6 separate regions of the Mus musculus genome follow, and regions 2, 3, 4, 5 and 6 are each linked to region 1. The links are chromatin contacts, called in public promoter capture Hi-C maps. All regions are on one chromosome and are shown on one strand. Each heading gives the region's core, a stretch centred on a gene start, on an enhancer-like site or on the middle of the called end of the contact. The rest is flanking DNA. Distances are from core to core; before and after follow the strand shown. Region 1 holds the start of Dnajc15 (DnaJ heat shock protein family (Hsp40) member C15). Region 2 holds the start of Gtf2f2 (general transcription factor IIF, polypeptide 2). Region 3 holds the start of Sugt1 (SGT1, suppressor of G2 allele of SKP1 (S. cerevisiae)). Region 4 holds the start of Wbp4 (WW domain binding protein 4). Region 5 holds the start of Naa16 (N(alpha)-acetyltransferase 16, NatA auxiliary subunit). Region 6 holds the start of Serp2 (stress-associated endoplasmic reticulum protein family member 2).

Region 1 (3,267 bases), core at 243-2,742:
GACTGTTAGGGTCCAGCTGCTAGGATACATCATTAGCCTCCCTTAGACTGTAACTCCAAGGACTCGGAGACCTTATTTGTTTACTTGATGCTAAAGGCACAGTCCCCCAGCACTGTACCCAAGACCTGACATATGCTCAATAAATTGAATACACTGAACACATGGATGATGAATGCATGATATGTAGGCTTCAATCCAATTCATTTGGTTTGATCACGAATAATTGTGGATTGGCTTAATAAAGTAATTTATGTAATAAAGCCGTGTTTCTGAAGAGTTCTGAAGTATTTTTAACACATTATTACATATCACCGGCTCAATTCTTGGTGTTTATTTCCATGTGGAATTTGTGACCCCTTTCTTCTTCTAACTAAAACAAACCCCATGCTCCCTACTGACCACATCAGTGGCTGAGCCTCCAAGGAAGCCTTTGTGGCTGTTCTCGTTTCTCTCTGTGAACTCTGACACTGATTTTGCTTTCATTTGTAGCTAATCTAGCATGCTTGCTCGTGCTTTTAGTATATGGTACTAGCATGGTGTTTAATGTAATCTTTCCTTCCTGATTCTAAATTCCTTCAGGCCCTAAGCATGAGAATAATAATATATGGATAAATTAATAGGTTCTTACAACTGGTTTTTTGTTTGTTTGTTTGTATGGTTTGTTTTGTTTTGTTTTTCAAGATAGGGTTTCTCTGTATAGCTCTGGCTGTCCTGGAACTCACTTTGTAGACCAGGCTGGCCTCGAACTCAGAAATCTGCCTGCCTCTGCCTCCTGGGTGCTGGGATTAAAGGCGTGCGCCATCACGCCCAGCTAGGTTCTTACAACTTTTAATGTAAAAAAACAAAACAAAACAAAAAAACCAAACCCCAAAACAAAAAAAAACCTTCTTGTAGGCTGGATTGCAAAGTGTATAAAGGGTAAAACAGCAGCCAACTTGGTACAGGGGTTAGAAAGCGTATTAGCTTCAGTTATTGCCTAATATCTGTTCGAGAAAGCTTGACCTAAACATTAATAATGAAGTTAAGTCTTTATGTATTCAAATTAGTCAAAATCATTTGCTGTGAGCGCAAGTTAGTGGATCATCAGTATCTTCCCAGTGATTTCACTAACATGTGAAATCACATTCATTTCTAGTTGGGAAGGTCAAGCAAGGAAGCCCTCCCTGGCCTTGTTTCTATTCCCAGGCACCATCGCGGTACTTTGGAATCTCTCCCTGCCTGGTTTTAGAGGAAACTCAAGGTAGACCTAAGAAGGCCCCGCCTCTTCAGGCTTGGTTGTTATAGTGGAGGGTGGCACAAACAAACAAACAAGGCTCTGTAAGGGTCTGACCCCGGGCTTTGACAGGGTCAGTTTATCGGAGATGGAATGAGAACCAGATTCTCTGCAGCCAGGTCTCCACTAATAAAACTGAACACCTACTCAGAGCGCGAACTTAACCGGTCCGCACTAATTTGTCCCCGCGGACGCCCCGTAGACAACTCAGTGCGTCCTCGGAGTCCTGCAGTGCCATGGCTACCGGTGGCGGCGTGACCTCCAGAGAGGGGCTGCGCTACGCCGAATACCTGCCTCCTTCTGCCCAAAGGTCGGACGCCGACATCGACCACACAGCGGTGAGTCTGCCGGCCGCCACTGACCTGCACCCCTAAACCCCAAGACCTCCCACTCCCACCCCCTTGCCCGGCTGCCTGTGCCCGGCGTGGTACCTGGCTGTCTCCTCAAAGTGTCACGGACCACAGAACAGGCCCACGGTTATCCAGTGAAGAGACCCATGGGTTCCCCCTGGGCAGAGGGGGCCCGGTGGAGCCAGGAGCCTCCCTTGGGGAAAAGTAGTTAAGAACCAGGGCGCGAAGCTGCGTGAGAACAGTTGGGACCTCTAGCACCCCCAAGTCTGGAGCAACTCAGCCTAGATCCGGGCAGAAAATGCTTGCGATTTATTGAGGCGGCTTCTTTCCTTCCACCTTGTGGTTCCTGAAGATCGAACTCAAGTCAGCCATCACCTCCACTGACCGAGTCACCCCGCTCGTTCACATCTGTAGGAGAGTCTAGAATTCAGGACATAACTTAGGAGGTCTCTTTAACAGCCAGCCTCAGGAATGCTAAATTGTGGGAGTCTTCACCAGTTCACGCCACTGTCCTTTCTATAACAGAAACAAAAACAAAAACAAAACAAAACAAAAAAAAAAACCAACTTTCTTGTGATATCCTGACATGAAATTAAAGTTTCTAAAAATCAATATAATAGTCAAATTGAAACGTAACGGTGAAGTAAATATCTTCTTAGTAATAAGTAGCTGTTTGAATTTGTAAATGCCTTCACGTTATTTATTATATTACAGGCTGCAATGAAGTGATCATATTGCCCTCGCATTGCAGCAGTTGTACATGGGACAGCTACAAATGCCAAGCCGGCAGGATTTTATTTTTTAAAAGGACTCACTGTATTTCCTACGCTGGCCTGGAGCTTACGATTCTCCTGCTTCAGCCTTCTTACTTCCTGGCCTATCAGATATTGGCATCCTGTTGTTATTTAAAAAAATTTTTTTTTTCCCAAAAAAGCAAACACTCTGAGGTAAATTGTTAGAAATGTCTCCTCACTTTGTAGGGTAAGTTCACTTATGGAAAATTAAGCCTGTACTAAAACAGAGTAGAAGTATAAATGGTTGAAAGTTCTTAACAAAACAAAGATGGCCAGAAACTGGTTATTCACCATTTAATGTCACTGGCATCTTGTAACACTTGGAGAGTTAGGGATGGTTTTTTATTCCTGGTTGGCCAGCCTTGCACATGATAGGACTTTTGAAATCGGGAGTCGACCATCCACAAAGTACTCTTCCTCTTAGGCAAACTACTGTGGAAGCTCAAAAGGGCTTCACAGCGTTTTCAGATTGTCCCTGAGGGATCGATGTTGACTGTGTTGAGAATACCTGGTCTAAATCAAACAGTGAGGTAGACGACAAGATTATTAGTAATGACTTTAGGTAACTGAAAATAATGGGAAACTGACAAAAGGGTGTTAGGAAAGGAAAACTTGGCCTTGAGAAGGATCAGCCTGGTTGACAGAGCCAATTCCAGGACAGCCAAGACTACACAGAGAAACCCTGTCTCAGAAGAAGAAAAAAAAAAGGGGGAGGGGGAAGGAAAGAAAGAGAAAAGAATTAGACAGTGAGCAGATGGTGTAAGCCCTCAGCCCTTGAGAGGCTCTCTGTGAGTTCGAGGTCATCTTGAGTACAGATCCAGATCTAAGACAGCAAGGACTACACAGAGAC
Region 2 (3,267 bases), core at 380-2,879, 1.9 Mb after region 1:
GAGACCTGACAGTTTTCCCAGCCCTTATGCTGCACAGATATAGACTCTCTGCAGTTTTGTGCATAGCTCTGGTGTGTGATTCAATAAATTACTTGCCATTCTTCCAATACCTTACTGCTTGTTTCTCTTCAGCAAATGTTCATTCAACCAAAGCCTACTGACATCCCACAGTATGTCAAACACTGTGCTGGGTGCTGTGCATATAAAATGAATAAAACACTATTTTGTATTTGTCCATTCTGCTTCAGCAAATCTGGGGCAAAAACAGTACTTTTGTCTAGGAGTTCAGTCAGTAGTGTAGAAAACAAAGATAAACACGCCTCTCATGGTACAGCGTTAAGCATCACACACTATCATATGGGGAAACAGAACTTTATCTAGGGGGACTCTCTTTTCTGTGTGGTCTTTATTTCATTTCCACTTGTCTGTGTTTATAAGTAGAAGTTTGCCAAAGGACAGGGCCAGTGTAAAGATCAGGGAAAGCAGGGCATCTAAGGCACAGGAATTGGTTTGAAAGAGGCTCTGAAATGGTAAGAGGAAGGTCCTGGAGTCTTCAAGCAGGTGGATGGGCTTGGTGTGGAATCCTGTGTGGAACAGAGAGTATAGGAAGGATCAAACCCAAAGGACTCAGTTGAAGCACAGGGTAGAATTTCATTCCAAAGGCAAGTGGGGGAGGAAATTACCAAATGAAGACTCAGGAGCTAGAAGCTGCGGTGAAAGCCTGCTAACTCTGAGAGGCAGAAAAAGTACTCAGCTGACCTTCCCACTCCACCGACTTCTCAGAAGGAAAAGCCCCTTCTCCTTCATGCACTCTTAAATACCCTTCACCTCAAACTCTCTCCTTTCTCTTGCTCATGTTCACTCTCTTGTCAGCTGGCTACTTGCTCTGCCGCCTGATCTAGGGTTGACTTTATTTAGCTCTTGGATTAATGTGCGCGCTAGGTAGGGGTGAGCCAGGCTACCTATACTTGTTTACAGTAAACAGAAAGTTCTAGGATCAAAGGCTGAGCCACAGTTATTAACAGATTCTTCCAGTTCACAATCTCAGGGCTCATAATGTGATCCAATATCCTGCAACCGGAAACTGTTTAAGCAGGGCAGTTGGATAATCAGATCTGTTTCTTACATGGTGGGTCTTACCAACTCAATTAGATGGCATTCAGGTTTCGGCGTCTGAAAGAGTGTATGCTGCTTGCACGGTGTGAATTGATTTTTATGCCTCGAAAAGGCATGTGTCCAGCATACTCACTTGTACTCTAGTGCCCACTTGTGCCAATGTTAATTGGGCCAAGAAAGTGACTTTTTTTACCCCCAAGTCTGTCCTTAAAATGCCTAGCTTCTTTATCTAGGGTTGGGTATAAATACACACAGCTTTTGTCTGTCTAAACCTTAATCTTTCCACTTTGTCACCTTTGCTGTAAACGCACGGTTCAGGATTAGGCTCTTCCTTTCCCAGCACTCGAATCCCAAGATTGCACGTTGCCGGGAGTCACGCCCATCTAGGAAATTGCCGGAGCAGGAAGTTTGTCCCTCTCGGCGCGCTGTCCTGACGTAGTCGTGCGCAGGCGCAGTTCTTCATTCGGCGGCGTGTTCTTCTCATCTAAGTTCCTGGTTCCCGGGCTGTGTGCGACGCCGGCTTTTCGCGGTCTACTTACTCCCTTGGCCGGCTCTGGACTGTCGCTCTCTGCCTTTCAGCGCCGGGACCACTGCTTGTGCGCGCACTGCACGCCTCCTCACGCGACAAGCTCATGGCGGAGCGCGGGGAACTCGATCTGACGGGCGCCAAACAGAACACCGGCGTGTGGCTGGTCAAGGTGAGTGAGACGCGAGCCCCGCGGGGCGCTTCCGAAAGTTCTGGGTCCGTCTTGCTCGGGCCACCGCTGTTCTGAGAAGCGGGTCGCTGTTGCGTCCGTTTGCAGGTTGGAGAAGTTACTTTAGGGGACACAGGGCGTCTTTCAGGCCGTCTCTCAATTTCATCCGCCCACCATGGAACTAACTCTCTTTACCGCCAAGACCTGGCCTTCCTGGAGTCCTGACCCGGTGGTCCCCGAGTGGGCAGTACATTTACCCCAGGTCGGAAAAGTCCTTGCGGTTTTCTTTTTGGTAAGGTTAACTTTAGTTATGAACGTGTATAAATTACTTGAATAGATATTCCGTACAGTTTTCTGGACCACAAAGTGGAGCTGGTCCCTGTGTACTCTGTTGTTTTGAAACAATCTCTCTGTGTAGACTTGGCTAGCCTGGAACTCGCCATGTAGACTCCTGTCGCTTTACACGGCTAGTGTTGCCTGGGTTGGTAATTCAATTGGAGCCTTCGAAAGACCTAGAAGTTCTGAATTCAAAGAGAAGTTGTTGACTTCGTGTTTTTAAAGAGCGAGTTTAGGATTCATGAAACCAACCAGCAGTAAATGTTTTAAGTGGTCATGCGGCAGACCTCGTTTGCCCCAGTGGTCGCCATCTATTCGGGTCACTTTTTTTTATATGGGGTGGGAGGCTCTGTGGGGAATCTCATTCTGAAAAACCATATTTAAATGGGATCATGAAAGTTTCCCAAACTTGTTTTTTAAATGGTTTATCTTTGTAATGAGTGTTTTAAGTCCATGGCTGAGTTCTCATCAAGACAAAGTGTTTCTTCCTGTCCTTTTCTCTGAAACAGCTCTCGTCGTTTGCCAGCACAGCAGACTATGTTAAGTTCTTCAAACCCCTGAACAGTTTCTAGTGCTCCTTTGTACCTGTCTGTATCTATTGTTGATGCCCCTACCCCCAAGTCACTTTCTTTGCACTTTGATTAGTGTTTGGCACATATTACTTTTCCAATATGTGATGAATATAAGAAATTGAAAAGGCACACGCCTTTAATTCCAGCACTCGGGAGGGAGAGGCAGGTGAGTGAGTTCCAGGACAGCCAGAGCTATACAGAGAAACCCTGTCTCGAAAAACCAAAAAGAAAAAGAAAAGGCTGTATGTCAAAGAGACACAAACTAAAGTGGGTAGGAGTTAGTCCTGTCAGTTTCATCGGCGGGCGATTAATGAAACACACCTCTGGGTGTTTCTGGTGCTGTTTCTGGAGGCAAAGTAGGTCACAGGGCTATGATCTAATTAAGGGATTAGTTACTCTGTTGGTGGATTTATAATGTGACTTCTCTGGGAGGTAGTGAAAGGTAGTGGGGCGGGGCCTAGTTGGAAGAAGTAGATTCTGGCTGTATGTTCTTAGGGCTGCCCTGGCCCTCTCTGTATCTCCTCTATATCATGGCCACTGTGGAGTGA
Region 3 (3,267 bases), core at 243-2,742, 1.7 Mb before region 1:
AGATACTTGCGTCTGTAGCCCTAATCTCAAAGTCACTAATGCCTTGATTTTTGTTGTTTTGTTTCTTTTGAGACAGGGTTTCTCTGTGTAATTCTGGCCATACTGGAACTCTCATGGTAGACCAGGTGGGCCTCAAACTCAAGAGATCCACCTGCTTCTGCCGCCCAAGCACTGGGATTAAAGGTGTGCGCCAACACCAGCAGGCTCTCTAATACCGCGCTATCAAACCTCATGATCACTCTGTAGACCTAAGAATACAAAGCGGAGCTTGTAACATTAAAACAACAATGTAGCTATCCTAGTCTGCTAGTCTCTACAAAAGTGATTTCTCTAAGGCTCAAAACATAAAAATGTTTCCTTTTTTCCAGCGGGGGAGCTCTGAAGTGTCGGGAAGAATTTCACACATCCCAGGCTAGCCTCAACTCACAAAGTAGCTGAGGATGACCTTGAATTTCTGACCCTAGGGCATTCACCGCCTGAGTACCAGGATTACAGGCCTGTACCACCATACTTGACATGTGCCGATAACTCTCTGGAGTCCAGCCAGCGCTCCTAAGAAACATCCGTACAAAGCTAGTTTGTTCTAGACTTCACCTGAAATGGCCCAAAAGCAAATCATATAATACTAAAATGTAGGCAGGGTTTATTTACTGATACATCCCAAGAACTCGCAGGATCCAAAGTTTAAGGCCAGCCTAGATAAAAAGCGCGGTTTTATAAACAACTGTATAAAGAACAACCACAGTCATCTGTAAAGTGGAAGGCACAGAGGGAAAATGTTCTTTAGTAAATTTAATTAAGGACACTTAACAGTACCTGACATATAAGGGCAAACATAACTGTTAAAGTAAAAAATTGATACATCAAGCCCTATTTTCGCCTTTTCCTTGATCATAAATGCCATTATAAGTGCAACCACAGACAGTAACTATGTTTCCAAGAAATAAATGGGAGGGAGGTGCCCTCATCGGGAGCTTGTGGAGAGGAAGGGCAAGATCTATGGCAAAGGTATTAAGGAGACAAAGAGATTAAGTATCTTAATTTTGGGACTTAGATACATTGTAGCTTTGCTCCCACGAAGGTAATGCCGGGAAGAGGAGGGGTCTGTAGGGACCCAACAGTCCCAGTGAGCTCACTCACCTCTAATGCTGCCTGGGGATCCCCGTCGATCAGAGCATCTGAGAAGCTCTGGAAAAGCCTGCCAAGAAAACAACGACTTCAGCAGGTCTCTCTAATCAAGGAAAGAATAGAAAGACAAACAGCAAAGGTGAAGAAAATCACGCACCGCTGGGACGATGCAGGTCCTGCTGCAGCTGCCGCCATCCCTAGGAGTCAAGAAAGCTTCTGCCTGAGCGTTTCTACCTTGGTTACCAGCTCCGCCGCCGCCCAGGAAGGGAAAACTTCTAAAGAAACCCCAACTGAGCTTCCGTCCTCCGTAGCCAATCAGCGGTCGCGCAGCATGCAGCCGCGGAAAAGGAGGCGAAGGGTGGGCAGGTAGGCGCGGGGCCGGCTGGGAAAGAGGAGGAAACGCTCTCCGGCCCCGCCCCTACCCGTGACGCAGCCAAGCCCCCGCCCCGAGGGCGTGGCCGTGAGTCCCGCGCCCCGCCGTACGCCCGTGGGGGATCCGGCATGGCTTGTAAGCTTTGAAATATTGTCTCGGAGCCCACTGTAAGGTACTGGGGATCCGTCGGGAGGTAGTTCTGGCTTCGCTAAGGAGTGTCACGTTAAGCTCCGTTTACTCCGGTTTTCATCATGGCTACCGCCGGCGGCCAAGTTGTGCGTGACGTCACTCGTGGCAGCCAGGTCTTTTCCGGCAGCAGAGCCCGGGATGGCGCATCAGTTCGCATGACTCTCTCCGTGGAGAACCCGGACGGCCTGGCTCGCCGGAAGTCACGTTACCGGCATGGAGGACGGAGTTTTCCGGAGGGCCTGCCAGATGCCAGAGCTCCACACCCCAAGCTTCCTTCCTAAGTCGGCTTTCCAAACCAAGAAAAGCCTGTTTCACAAGCACCGCGTGGATGAAAGTGACCTATAGCTAATGGTCTTATTGCTGCTTTGTGTTCTAAGTAACCAGTAAGCCCCCCGTCCCCCGCCGTCCTTAGAGCCAAACATCACACTAGGAAGTTTCCTGCGAATTCTTTGAAACTGAGTGGTAAGGGGCAACAGGAGGGAGTGGCAGTTATAGGTTCACCAAACTTGATTTAAAAGCTCTTGATAACGCTCAGTAACTCGTTTTACCAAGTCTGTTTTAGTAGGTGAAATGATTGAAGTGGTCGTTGGCTTCCTCAAACAAGATATATATAAGACCTCAGTCTGGAAACATGACAGTCCACGAAGAAAAAGAAATTACAGTTCAGGCATTTGTGTACATATCCCCACTGTTAAACTCGCCCACTTTTCTGAGTTCTAACTTTAAAAGACCTAAGTTTTGTCTTCCCCACTTTTCTAGCACGTTTTCCATACTGGCCAAACGCCTAGTTGTGCTTGCTAGCTATCGTGGGTATTATAATTTTTTGTTACAACCTCAACCTACCAATCAATCACCCCTTGCAGATGCAAAAAATAACGGTGGGAGGACGTTTGAAAATACAGAGAAACTTGAGCCCATATTCAAGATGGAGAAACGGAGGTTACAAAGATTTAAGTATGTATGGGGTCATCAAGAGATGGAAGTGTGGAATACTACAAAGTTTAAAGTGTAACACATTTGCCACCTGTAGGTATATCCCATCTGTATTGTAAATGGGTTGTTTGAAGGGGGGGGGGGGTCGAGCCGGGGCGGGGAAGGGCTGATAGAAGATAACAGGTCCCAGAAAGGAATCTGAATCCACTTGTGGGAAAGGAGAAGTAGGTGGGAGAGACACTTGAGGCAGACCAGGGCCAGCTGGCCACTAAACTCAAAGAGGTGCAGGTTTCAGGTTTTAGTAAGTACTGAGAAGATCAAATTAGCTCAACTAAACTGAAGCTAAGCAGATCTGTAAGGGAAGGTAGAGAGCATCGTTTTGGATCTTTCCATTCAAGGTTGTTTTCCGTTTCTGTGAACCCTGCAGAAACTAGACTGTAAAAGAACAGATGCATAACGATGAGGAGTGTCTTCTGCATAATGTCTTTAAAGGAAATGTTAGTTTTGTTCCGTTTGCAGTTCTTTGCATGGCTGGGTGTGACTTCCTTCTTGGATGCATTTATTGCAGACACCTTGTGCCAGTTGGCATCTCTTAATATCGTCTGAAACAAGTTTTCACACAGATCAATTTATAATCATTTCTT
Region 4 (3,267 bases), core at 273-2,772, 1.6 Mb before region 1:
ACATTAACAGCTATTTTCAAACTCAGCTGTGCCAGTTAAGGCTATAAAATATTGTTGGGAACACACAAACAACCAAAACTTCTGCTCAGTAATGGTTTTGACCAGAAACTCATCCGCCGGAGTCAGTTTTTCCTTATTTGTGCCCAAAGGCCCAACAGACTAAACATTACAGCTGCCCCAATTTTCTAATTTCAACTTGCATTTATGATAACGCTTTTGTTTCGTGTACGGCGCTCAGGCTGCTGACACAGCTGGGCCGCTTCTTTGTAATAAACACAGGGCTTCTATATTTAAAAGTACAGTGCAACTTTGTTGTAACATCCCCTCCCCAGTCTCCGGGCTAATTTTCTGTCTTCCAAGCTCCACCTCCATCCCATGATTTTTTTTTTTTTTTAAATCAGTGACGCTCCAAACAGCCTCCGGGAAAGCCGGCTCTGTTCTTTCAAGACATCTCATCCCAGTGGTATTTTTCTTCTCCGCAGTTTGCCGTGTGTTTGAAGAGGAAAGGGGAGTTAGAAGGAAAATAAGAGACATTCTGCAAAAGCCTTGAGGCGAGGGTTGCTGGGGGGGGGGGGGAGCGGTGGACCGGGCTCGGGTGCACGCGGCGGGGGTCCTAGAGCCCAGCCGGCGACAAGGGATCGGCGGGGGTCTGGCGATAGGGAGCAGCGGGGTGGTCTCCAGCCGCTGTTGACAGTAACTGGAGCGCAGCGGGCACGCCCCGGCCCGCCGAGTAGGAAGGGGGCGGCGGAGCAGGGTGTGGGCCGAGGGGGCACCCGGGCGGGGGGAGATAAGGCGAGGCCCAAGTTAATCATCACCTCCCGAGCGCCTGGAAAAGTACGGGCTGAGGGCGGGGTACAGCCGCGGGGAAAGCGAAACTCCTCTCGCAGCGGGCCCGAGAGCGGCCGCCGCGCTCCTCCGGCCTCCGAGAGCCAAGCTCCCATCCACGGGAGCAACTACACTGCCTGCTCCCAAACTCACCCCGAACACGGCTGCAGAAGTCAGCCAGAGCCACTAAGCAAGTAAACTCAACTAGAGCAAAAAGTGACACTGTTCCCATACCGGGAGTCGAACCCGGGCCGCCTGGGTGAAAACCAGGAATCCTAACCGCTAGACCATATGGGAAGTGCTGCTACAAGCACTGCTGTGACCCACCTGACTAGCGTCAGCGCCGCTACCACTCAGCCACTCTGCTGCAACTCGCGCCGCCGAAGCCGCCCCCGCGGCCGCTGCCCCACGCGCGGGCACGAGCCCGGCGGAGCGCGCGGGCGTGGCGGGGGGGAGGAGCGGGGCCGGTGCGCGCCCCTGGAAAGTTCTGAGCCGAAGCCGGGCGCCCCGTGCGCTCCCGGAACGGGCGGCTGCGCCTTTCTTTCTCAGCCGTCAGGTCCCGGGCTGCTCCCCGGTCACAGAGCGGGCGGGCAAGCCGGCAAAGCCGAGGGCGGCGCCGGCTGTGGGAACGGCGGCGTGCGGCCGGGGCTGGGGGGAGGCGATCGAGCCTCTCGGCTGCGAGCCAGCTCGGGAGTGGAGGTTCTGGATCCCGGGAGGCGTGAGGACCGCGGGATGGAGCCTGGGTCGGACGCTCGGGGCCCGCGGCTCCGGTCCCGTCGCGCTTTCGTCCCTTCTGGGTGACCTCAACCCCTTTATACCGACCCCACCTCTCAGGCGCCGCGAGTACCGCCCCGTGGGGGAGGGGAAGAGGCGGTGACAACCGCGCGCGCGGGTTGGGCCGTCGCGGCCGCCGTAGTCCACCCGTGGAAACGCCGTACCCGGGGGGGACGCCGAGACCGAGAGGTCCTGGCTTGAGCCACCGGCGGACATCAGTGAGCGGGATCGCGGGCTGCCCGCGGAGCTGCCGCCGTCATGTGAGTCGGGTCGGGTCGGGTCGGGCTTGCGCCGCCAGGCGCCCGCGAGTGGCCTCCTCCCGCCCCTCCGCTCGCCCGGGGCCGCCCGACCTGCGGGGCCGGTTCTCTCGGAGACGCGGCCGCCCTCTAGGCAGGAGCCGGGGACTCGGGTGCCGCCCCCGCCCGCCCGCCGGGGCCCGGGCCCGGGGCCGGGGTGGCGCTGCGGCCTCAGACGTCCAGGGGCTTTTCCCAGCCTCGCGTCCCCAGAACGAATGAATTAGCTAGAAGGGCACGGGAAAGAGAAATACTTTGAGACTTCTTCATCTCGGTGCAGTGTGATTTACCTTCACCGGAGAGCAGTTTTCCACGGACTTTAGCTTTACATAAATAATACAACTGCTTTGCTAAGACAGAAGTCCGAAAACAGCCTTATATCCCATTTTTTAACAACTGTAAAAATTCCTTTCAATTTTTGGATAAGCTTAGAGTTGTTTTTATCTTTTCAGGGCCGACTACTGGAAGTCACAACCAAAGAAATTCTGTGATTACTGCAAGTGCTGGATAGCAGACAATAGGCCTGTATGAAATTTTTATTAAAATATTCACGTGATGTGTTGTTTTTTTGACTTTAGTGTGTATAAGCCACTTTCGTGTATAGTGCTCTTTATTCTTCAAAACCTAAAAAGGTTTCTTTTGTTTGATTCCTCTTATGAAAGCTATAGCCTTCTCCTTTTCATCAATCTGACTTTGATTTTAAGGCCAAATTATTTCTGGGGACTTTGAGGAAATGGACAGTGAGTGGGATAATCTTGTTTATGGAATACCTGCCCCTTAAAAAGGAATATTGTAGTTTTTCCTGTTCTCCACAGGAAGGAGAACAGCATTATTCCCTGGTGAGATACAAAGGGAGCAGCTGTAATATACCTTATGCTGAAAGCCTTGAGCCCACTATTTTTGCAAGGGGGTTGGGGGCGGTGATTTTTCAAGACAGGGTTTCCAGACAGCAACTCACTCTGTAGACCAGGCTAGCCCGCAGCCCACAGAGATCTACTTGGCTTTGCTTCCCAAGTGCTGGCAAAAAAGGTGTGTACCATGGCTAGACTCCTAGATCCAACTTTTTGTTTGTTTGTTTGTTTTTTTGTTTTTCAAGACAGGGTTTCTCTGTATAGCCCTGGCTGTCCTGAAACTCAGGCTATTGTAGACCAGGCTGACCTCGCGGAGTGCTGGGATTAAAGGTGTGCACCACCACTTAGATCCAACTTTTAAAGCATAAAGTAAGACGTCAGCTGGCTTTCTTCCCTCTTAGACATTCTACAATCAGACAAGCTACTGTATCAAAAGCTGTGGGCTATGGGGACTGGAGAGATGGCTTCACAGTCAGTAACAACTCCTGCTCTTGCAGAGGGTTGAGGTTCAGTTCCCAGTACCC
Region 5 (3,267 bases), core at 329-2,828, 1.5 Mb before region 1:
TGGTCTACAGAGCAATTTTCAGGACAGCCAAGGCTAGACAGAGAAACCCTCTCTCAAGACAAAACAAAACAAAACAAAACAAAAGAAGATCAAACCCTCTCAAACATAGGGGACGGAGTGGGGGGCATAGGATGAAGTTCACCTGAAAGCAAACATTGCATCTGTCAATGTGGTGTCTTATGTAGAATTATTACCTATAGTTATCTCTGGCAAGTGATTGACACGGGCAACCCTATCTTGAGTCACCTTCCATGTTAGACAGTGGTGGCGCACGCCTTTGATCCCAGCTTTAGGGAGGCAGAGGTAGGCAGATTTCTGAGTTTGAGGTTAGCCTGGTCTACAGAGTGAGTTCCAGGACAGCGAAGGGTACACAGAGAAACCCTGTCTCTGAAAAACAAAACAAGCAAAAGGGTTCTGGAGAATGAACTTTATAGGATGTGCCATTTCCCGATTCCTGTAGCTTCTTCCGTCCCCTTAAAAAAAAAAAAAAAAAAAAGGCTCTCACTACATAGCCTAGCCTGGCTTTGAACTTGTAATCCTCTTGCCCTTGATTTTCCAGTACTATTACTACAGGCACGTGCAGAAATTAGGATTCAGAATTTATATGTTTATATACATATGTTTACACACACCTTTTAATACTACACCAACATCTGGTATGTGATCCTTCTTGTCACAGATGTCTATCTGTATGTTCTTGCGTGTTGTTAGTATGTTTCATTTTTTTGGAGAAGTCATCCCTGAAACATTCTAGGATTGTATCCTGTTTTTCCCATTATTGGGTAGTCTATGTGGTGAAAGAGGCAGTAGACTCGAGGATCAGTAGATCTGTAAAAATTCTGCAATTATTACTGAAAATGTTGGGTTCCCTCGCGGCTGAGACTTTTTTTTTTTTTTCTCCTTCCTATCCTTTGCCTAAAGGGGCTGTCTCGCCAGTTCCATCATTTCAAGGTCTGATCACTACTTTCATATGCAATGAAAAGATAAGGCTTCTTTTTTTGTTGTTGTTTTTTGTTTTTCGAAACAGGGTTTCTCTGTATAGCCCTGACTGTCCTGGAACTCACTCTGTAGACCAGGCTGGCCTCGAACTCAGAACTAGTGCTGGGATTAAAGGCGATTAAAGGCGTGCGCCACCACCGCCCGGTTTAAGGCTTCTTTTTAAGAGTCCTTTTAAAAACAGCAAGAAAAGGAAGGACAAATGGATTCTAAACCAAGAGTGTTCGTGGTATTAAGCAGGGTTTCCACTGCACAAAAGAATAAAAGTTAACTCGGAAAACAGTTTTACATCATCTAGGACAGAAGCCTAATAACCAGCGTGAGACGAACAGTCCAGAGATTAGGGCGAGTAAATGACTAGGCGCTTAAGACGTGACAGGAGCCACAGCCCTGCACCGACCCGGAGACCTCCCGGGTGAGAAGAGTCTAGTCTTTCTCTTGGCCGCGAGACTGCGCATGCGCACCCCGCGGGGGGGCGGGGCGAGCCCTGGTCGCCATCTTGGCGCGCGCGGGCTTCCCTCCCGGGCCGCCCACTGGAGTGCGCTGTGTTCCGCTTCCCGTGGCATCCCGCCGAGGTAACCCGCGGCCCGGGTCCTGGCTGGTCGCTCGAGCAGGCCTCCCCATCGCCGCCACGATGCCCTGCGTGCAGCTGCCCGCCAAGGAGAGCGCCCTCTTCAAGCGCGTGCTGGTGAGCGGTGGCCCGCCCGACCCCTGCGCGCTTTCTTTCCCACCGAGCCGGGCTCTCCTCCGGCCGCTTCTCCTTCCGTTCCCCCGCGGCGCTCCCTCCCTGACTCTGGAGCTCCCCACTGCGGGAGCTTTCCAGAAAGTTCCCCGGCCGAGTCGCCGGAACCCCGGCGCCGGGCTCAGCGGGTCCCTGCAGTCCTCCCCTCGGAGTAGTCCGAGCTGCTTCGGGTCCAGGCTGGGCCAAGCACCGCTGCTTGCGGGGTACGGGAACATGGAGCCCGCGATCCTCGGGAGCCCATGCCTCTGTGCGGGAGAGTTTGCATGTTTGTGCGGGCCCGGTTTTGGAAGTGATTTGCCAGAAACTTGCTTCTAACTCGTCCTCGTGATGAAAGCTGCGGAGAAGGGCTTTGTGCTTGAGACCCTTTACGTGGCTTTGAAGCCTGAATAAGAATAGTAATAATGATGATTAATAACAAGTTGCCTTGGTCATGTTAGACCCATGCCCAGCTAAACGAGGTTCGGTTTTACGTTTTTAAAGTTTACTTAAGACATGCTCACTCTGTAGCCCTGGCTGGCCTGGATCTCTCTATGCAGACAAAGCTAGCCTAGATTTTAGAGCTGCTTTTTTTTTTTTTGCCTCTCGAGTGCTGGGATTCAAGGCATTTGCCACTGTGCCCAGACAAGAAGTTTTCTCTGGGGAGTGTGCCAGCATATCTGCCACCTTGGCACCTTGACCAGGTTATATCCTTTCAGGGAGGAGAGAGGTGACACGCTTCTTCTCTGTATGTTGCGGGGCTCTTAAAGATTTAGAAAAGAAAATGAGTTAATAGCGGTATGTTCTAAGCTGCCCTTTTAATTTGAGAATGTGCTACTTGCTGGGCAAGCTTTTAGATTTCAGGGTGAATTTGTATTGAGAGCACGTGGCTGAATAGCGTTAGCTGTTGAGTAAGGAAACACTGATCTTAATACTTTGTTGCCATCACCTGACAAAATGTTACACTTAGTACTGGCTCAAGCCAACAGAAGCTTGACATGTAGCATTGAGAATGTTAACAATGATACAAGTGGACTAGGGGACTACTTTTTTTCTTTTTTTTTTTTCTTTTTTTTTCTTTTTCTTTCTTTCTTTTTTTTTTTTTTTTTTTGAGATGGCCATATATTTCAGGTTGGCCAAAAATAACCTTGAACTCATCTGCTTTTGCCTGGAGGGTGATGGGATTACAGTTCTGGATACCACATCTAGCCTTGGGATGATAATGTTTCAAATCTCAGTTTGGTACAGTTAGTAGAGAAGCGTGTGTGGCAAATAAATGTCAGAAGTGTTCACTCCTTTGGTAGCTGACAAAGATCAGGATTAGTTAAAGAACACTTGTACTCTTCCTCAGTAGTTTCTTCTGCTTATAGCCCACTGTCTTTGTTAATTATCAAGTGAACCTCAATAGTCAAAGCTGGACCTTTAAAAAATTTTTTTACTACATTTATTTATGTGCATGTGTGCACACCATGGCGTTTGTGCAGAGATTAGAGGACACCTTCCAGGAGTCAGTTGTCTCCTCCCATAGTCAAACTCAGGTAATCAGGCTTGGT
Region 6 (3,267 bases), core at 290-2,789, 1.3 Mb after region 1:
TGGCTGCTCATACTGTTAATGAAGCCAGTAGCTGCTCATTCAAGTGAAGAGATTTCTAACCAGTTGATAGAAGGGTATATTGGCTGGTTTTGTCTAACTTGACCCAAGCTGGAGTCTTCAGAGTGGAAGGAGCCTCCGTTGAGAAATGAGACTATGAGCTCCAGCTGTAAGGCATATTCTTAATTACAGATTGAAGGGGAGGCCCCAGCCCATTGTGGGTGGTGCCATCCCTGAGCAGGTGGGCCCAGATTCTATTAGAAAGCAGGTTGAGCAAGCCAGAAAAAGTAAGCCAGTCAGCAGCACCCTCCACAGCCTCTGCATCAGCTCCTGCTTCCAGGTTTCTGCCCTGCTTGAGTTTCATCCCAACAGAAACTCTAAGATAAACCGTATCCTAAAGAGCTCTTCCTAGCTTTCTACCCACATAAGAAATTCTACCCATACCAGAGCCTATTGAAGCATCCTCCAGGCACAGATAGATAGGATCAGAGATGCATCCGACATATCTGGTCTACACAGCTCTCACTCCTTACCCTTGAGTGCTATTTTGTATTGTCCTAACCCTGGACCACCTCTTCCCACTTCTCCAGATGTCCCTCCTGAGCTCCAAGGAGCCATATTTGTTGAGGAAAGATAAGCGGTTCAGCCCCCACTCCTCCCCTAGCTAAATCTCGGGGTCAGCATCTGGATATTCAAATATTGATTTTTGTCCTTTCACTGCAGAGAAACTCCCAATGCTGTCTGGGAGCTCACACTTAGTACCCCATAGAACAGGGATGCCTGAAGGTCCAAGATGCCCCAAGACAGTAGTGGTGGTGGGGCAGTGGGGGATAAGAGTCCAAGCCTGGTCAACACTTTGGTTATGGGCAGTGGCCATCCATTCTTCCTGTACTGTAGGCTCATGAACCCTTTGCCCTCTATGCACTCAGTGGTTTCTGGGGCAATCTGCTAGTGTGATGACCACCACTGCCAAGGTGAGGTCTGGTCCAACTCCACCCTCATCCACATTTTTCAGGGACCAGAAAGAGGCTTCTTGGCTCTTCGTCCCATGTCACAAAGGGTCTCTTTTTGCACAACCCAACTTGCCAAGTGGGGTTTCCTCAGACACCTAAAGGGCAGGTTCTTTTGGGGTGTTTCCCAACAGTACTACCCAAACCTGGCCAGGCTCAGCTCTGAGACTCAGCGCTCGATGCCTAGGGTCTAGCCTTCAGCTTGAAGCACCAGCGCCCCAATCCCTGCCTGTCCCGAGGTGGTCAGGAAACAGTCAGAGGTCACCAGGCTGGGTGCGGCTGCGTCCCCACCCCCCACGCACGCACAAACGCCGGGTCGCCCGAACCCTATGCCCCGCAGCGTTCGATCTCAGGACCCGGACACCCCGGGCCACGGTGCCCTTGGGCTTGGCGCGCGGCGCTGTGTCAGCGCCCGCCTCTCGCTTCCCGCCTCCTGCCTCGGTGGCCGCGCAGGGTAGGTAGCTGGGGGGACCGGAAGGATGGCGAGGAAGTCGGAGAGGGTTTCCTGAGATGAGAGATTACTTCCGTCCGCGCGCTGGCCTCTCTCTGGAGCCGGCTGGCTGGGGCTCCGGGAGCGGGGTGCGCGGGGCTCGGCCGTGCCTTGCCACCTGCAGCGCCCGGGCAAGCCGCGGGGCGCTGCGGCTACGGCTCACCCCGGCCATCGTTGCAGGTGGGAGTCGAGAGCATCCCCAAGCGCCCAAGCCATGGTGGCCAAACAGCGGATCCGGATGGCTAACGAGAAGCACAGCAAAAACATCACCCAGAGGGGAAACGTAGCCAAAACCCTGGTAAGGCGGGGGCGGCGCCGGCCGGGCCGAGCTGGCAGGACCCGCGGGGCGGAGCGGGGCGGGGCGGGCGGGCCGTGGGCTCGGAGCCAGGCCTCCCGGCCCCTCCTCCGGGGTCCCGCAGGCTGGGGGACCCAGCGGGGCTCTGGGGGGCGCAGACTGCTCTGCTTTCTCGTGGGCGGAGAGGGCTCTGGTTGGTGGAGACTCCCCAAGAGAAGGAGCCATCGTCCTTGAAAAAGGCTAAAAGCTGCATCTTAGGGGCCAGTGAAGCCAACTGGGCTGGGAGCCTACTAAGTGAATGAATGAACGAAAGGATGAACGAATGATAGAATGCCACTTATCCACAGCTTCCAGGCTCCGCCCCTGGACTCTCTCCCCACCCCCATGCTAAGATTTTTCTTTCCACCCTTTTTGTGATCGTCTGTCTCTTCTCCCTGTGTGTGTGTGTGTGTGTGTGTGTGTGTGTGTGTGTGTGTACATATATATTATATATATGGTATAAAAGTAGGGCGTGAGATTCCGAGCTACATTTCTCTTCACCCTCCTCTTTCTCTTGCAAACTGAAGCCGCCTCAGCCAAAGCTGAGTGCATCGTTACTGCCTATAATTCACCGTATGGATTCTGGCGCATTATGATGCTGTAACTGTAGCGACCAGCTTAGTGCCCGAGGTTCTTTGCTCCCAGACTGTGTATTAAAGCTTTACCCCTGGAATCTTAAGTAAACTGTGTACCTTAAGTGCAGAGATTTCCTTTAGGAAACCAAGTTATCTGCTCCAGAAAATGTCAGGCCTGTGACTTTGAACCATCCAAGGCTTGTGTGGGTTTGCATCGTTGCGAAGAACTGGTTTGCAAAGGCGCCTGGAATCTATTAGCCCATACGATTATGGGGAAGTCCAGCCGAAGCTTGGGTTTGTCTGGAAACGCAGACTTGATGAGGCAATGCCTTTTAGCAAAGAAATTATGTTGGTTTGATTAACTGAGGGGAAAAGCTGGCTGTGTAGTCATCACACCGGAATTCTTGTTAAACCAAGCAGAATTGTGGCAGAGAAGCCATGGCGTCAAACTACTCAGAGCTTTGTACACAGCCCCAGGCTGAGGTAACCCTTAAAATTCCTTCTTTTGGGGAACTAGAGCATTTAGCTATGATTGGAGGGGACAAAATGCCAAGGCGCCATAGAATGGGAACCATATTTTTCGCAGGAATCTGTTTCCCCTATGAGGTTTTATTACTGGGTCAGGGCAGGGAGCCACTGCCCAAGTTGGCATTAAAGGCAATTATTTTATGCTCAAAGTAGATCATTTCTTCCTTCTCAAGGTGGCAGACCTATTTGCTGACATAGTGGAATAAGCAGCTGTGGCTCTTTCTAATGAACGAAGGAATCTGAGTTCAGATGTAAAATGAAGCCGGGCAGTGGTATTGCACGCCTTTAATCCCAGCACTTTGGAGGCAGAGGCAGGCAGATTTCTGAGTTCGA

The links. Promoter capture Hi-C pulls out the DNA fragments that hold promoters and counts their contacts.
Region 2: a promoter capture Hi-C map of liver shows a contact between it and region 1, with 3 times the contacts expected there. The contact joins the promoter of Gtf2f2 here to the promoter of Dnajc15 in region 1. A contact is called at or near these places in 3 of 39 promoter capture datasets (liver and pre-B cells).
Region 3: a promoter capture Hi-C map of pre-B cells shows a contact between it and region 1, with 2.7 times the contacts expected there. The contact joins the promoter of Sugt1 here to the promoter of Dnajc15 in region 1. A contact is called at or near these places in 2 of 39 promoter capture datasets (the C10 cell line and pre-B cells) and 1 of 484 Hi-C or Micro-C datasets (B cells).
Region 4: a promoter capture Hi-C map of liver shows a contact between it and region 1, with 3 times the contacts expected there. The contact joins the promoter of Wbp4 here to the promoter of Dnajc15 in region 1. A contact is called at or near these places in 3 of 39 promoter capture datasets (liver and pre-B cells).
Region 5: a promoter capture Hi-C map of liver shows a contact between it and region 1, with 3 times the contacts expected there. The contact joins the promoter of Naa16 here to the promoter of Dnajc15 in region 1. A contact is called at or near these places in 2 of 39 promoter capture datasets (the C10 cell line and liver).
Region 6: a promoter capture Hi-C map of liver shows a contact between it and region 1, with 3 times the contacts expected there. The contact joins the promoter of Serp2 here to the promoter of Dnajc15 in region 1. A contact is called at or near these places in 3 of 39 promoter capture datasets (hippocampal neurons, liver and pre-B cells).

The regions. Positions count from the first base shown.
Region 1 is chr14:77,873,142-77,876,408 of GRCm38.p6, reverse strand. Dnajc15 (DnaJ heat shock protein family (Hsp40) member C15) reads left to right here and starts at 1,492. Exons shown (of 6, transcript NM_025384.3): 1 at 1,492-1,611. The coding sequence starts at 1,510.
Region 2 is chr14:76,009,227-76,012,493 of GRCm38.p6, reverse strand. It overlaps Gtf2f2 (general transcription factor IIF, polypeptide 2), which reads left to right and starts at 1,629. Exons shown (of 8, transcript NM_026816.3): 1 at 1,629-1,814. The coding sequence starts at 1,749. It overlaps Gm36429 (a long non-coding RNA gene), which reads right to left and starts at 1,748. Exons shown (of 2, transcript XR_383601.2): 1 at 1,411-1,748; 2 at 382-584.
Region 3 is chr14:79,585,885-79,589,151 of GRCm38.p6, reverse strand. It overlaps Sugt1 (SGT1, suppressor of G2 allele of SKP1 (S. cerevisiae)), which reads right to left and starts at 1,492. Exons shown (of 13, transcript NM_026474.6): 1 at 1,286-1,492; 2 at 1,141-1,198. The coding sequence starts at 1,323.
Region 4 is chr14:79,479,523-79,482,789 of GRCm38.p6, reverse strand. It overlaps Wbp4 (WW domain binding protein 4), which reads left to right and starts at 1,522. Exons shown (of 10, transcript NM_018765.3): 1 at 1,522-1,859; 2 at 2,345-2,417. The coding sequence starts at 1,858. Elf1 (E74-like factor 1) reads right to left here and starts at 1,596. Exons shown (of 9, transcript NM_007920.4): 1 at 1,153-1,596. n-TEttc4 (a tRNA gene) reads right to left here and starts at 1,122; the gene lies at 1,051-1,122.
Region 5 is chr14:79,388,979-79,392,245 of GRCm38.p6, reverse strand. Naa16 (N(alpha)-acetyltransferase 16, NatA auxiliary subunit) reads left to right here and starts at 1,578. Exons shown (of 20, transcript NM_025832.2): 1 at 1,578-1,684. The coding sequence starts at 1,631.
Region 6 is chr14:76,554,959-76,558,225 of GRCm38.p6, reverse strand. It overlaps Serp2 (stress-associated endoplasmic reticulum protein family member 2), which reads left to right and starts at 1,539. Exons shown (of 3, transcript NM_001160326.1): 1 at 1,539-1,795. The coding sequence starts at 1,712.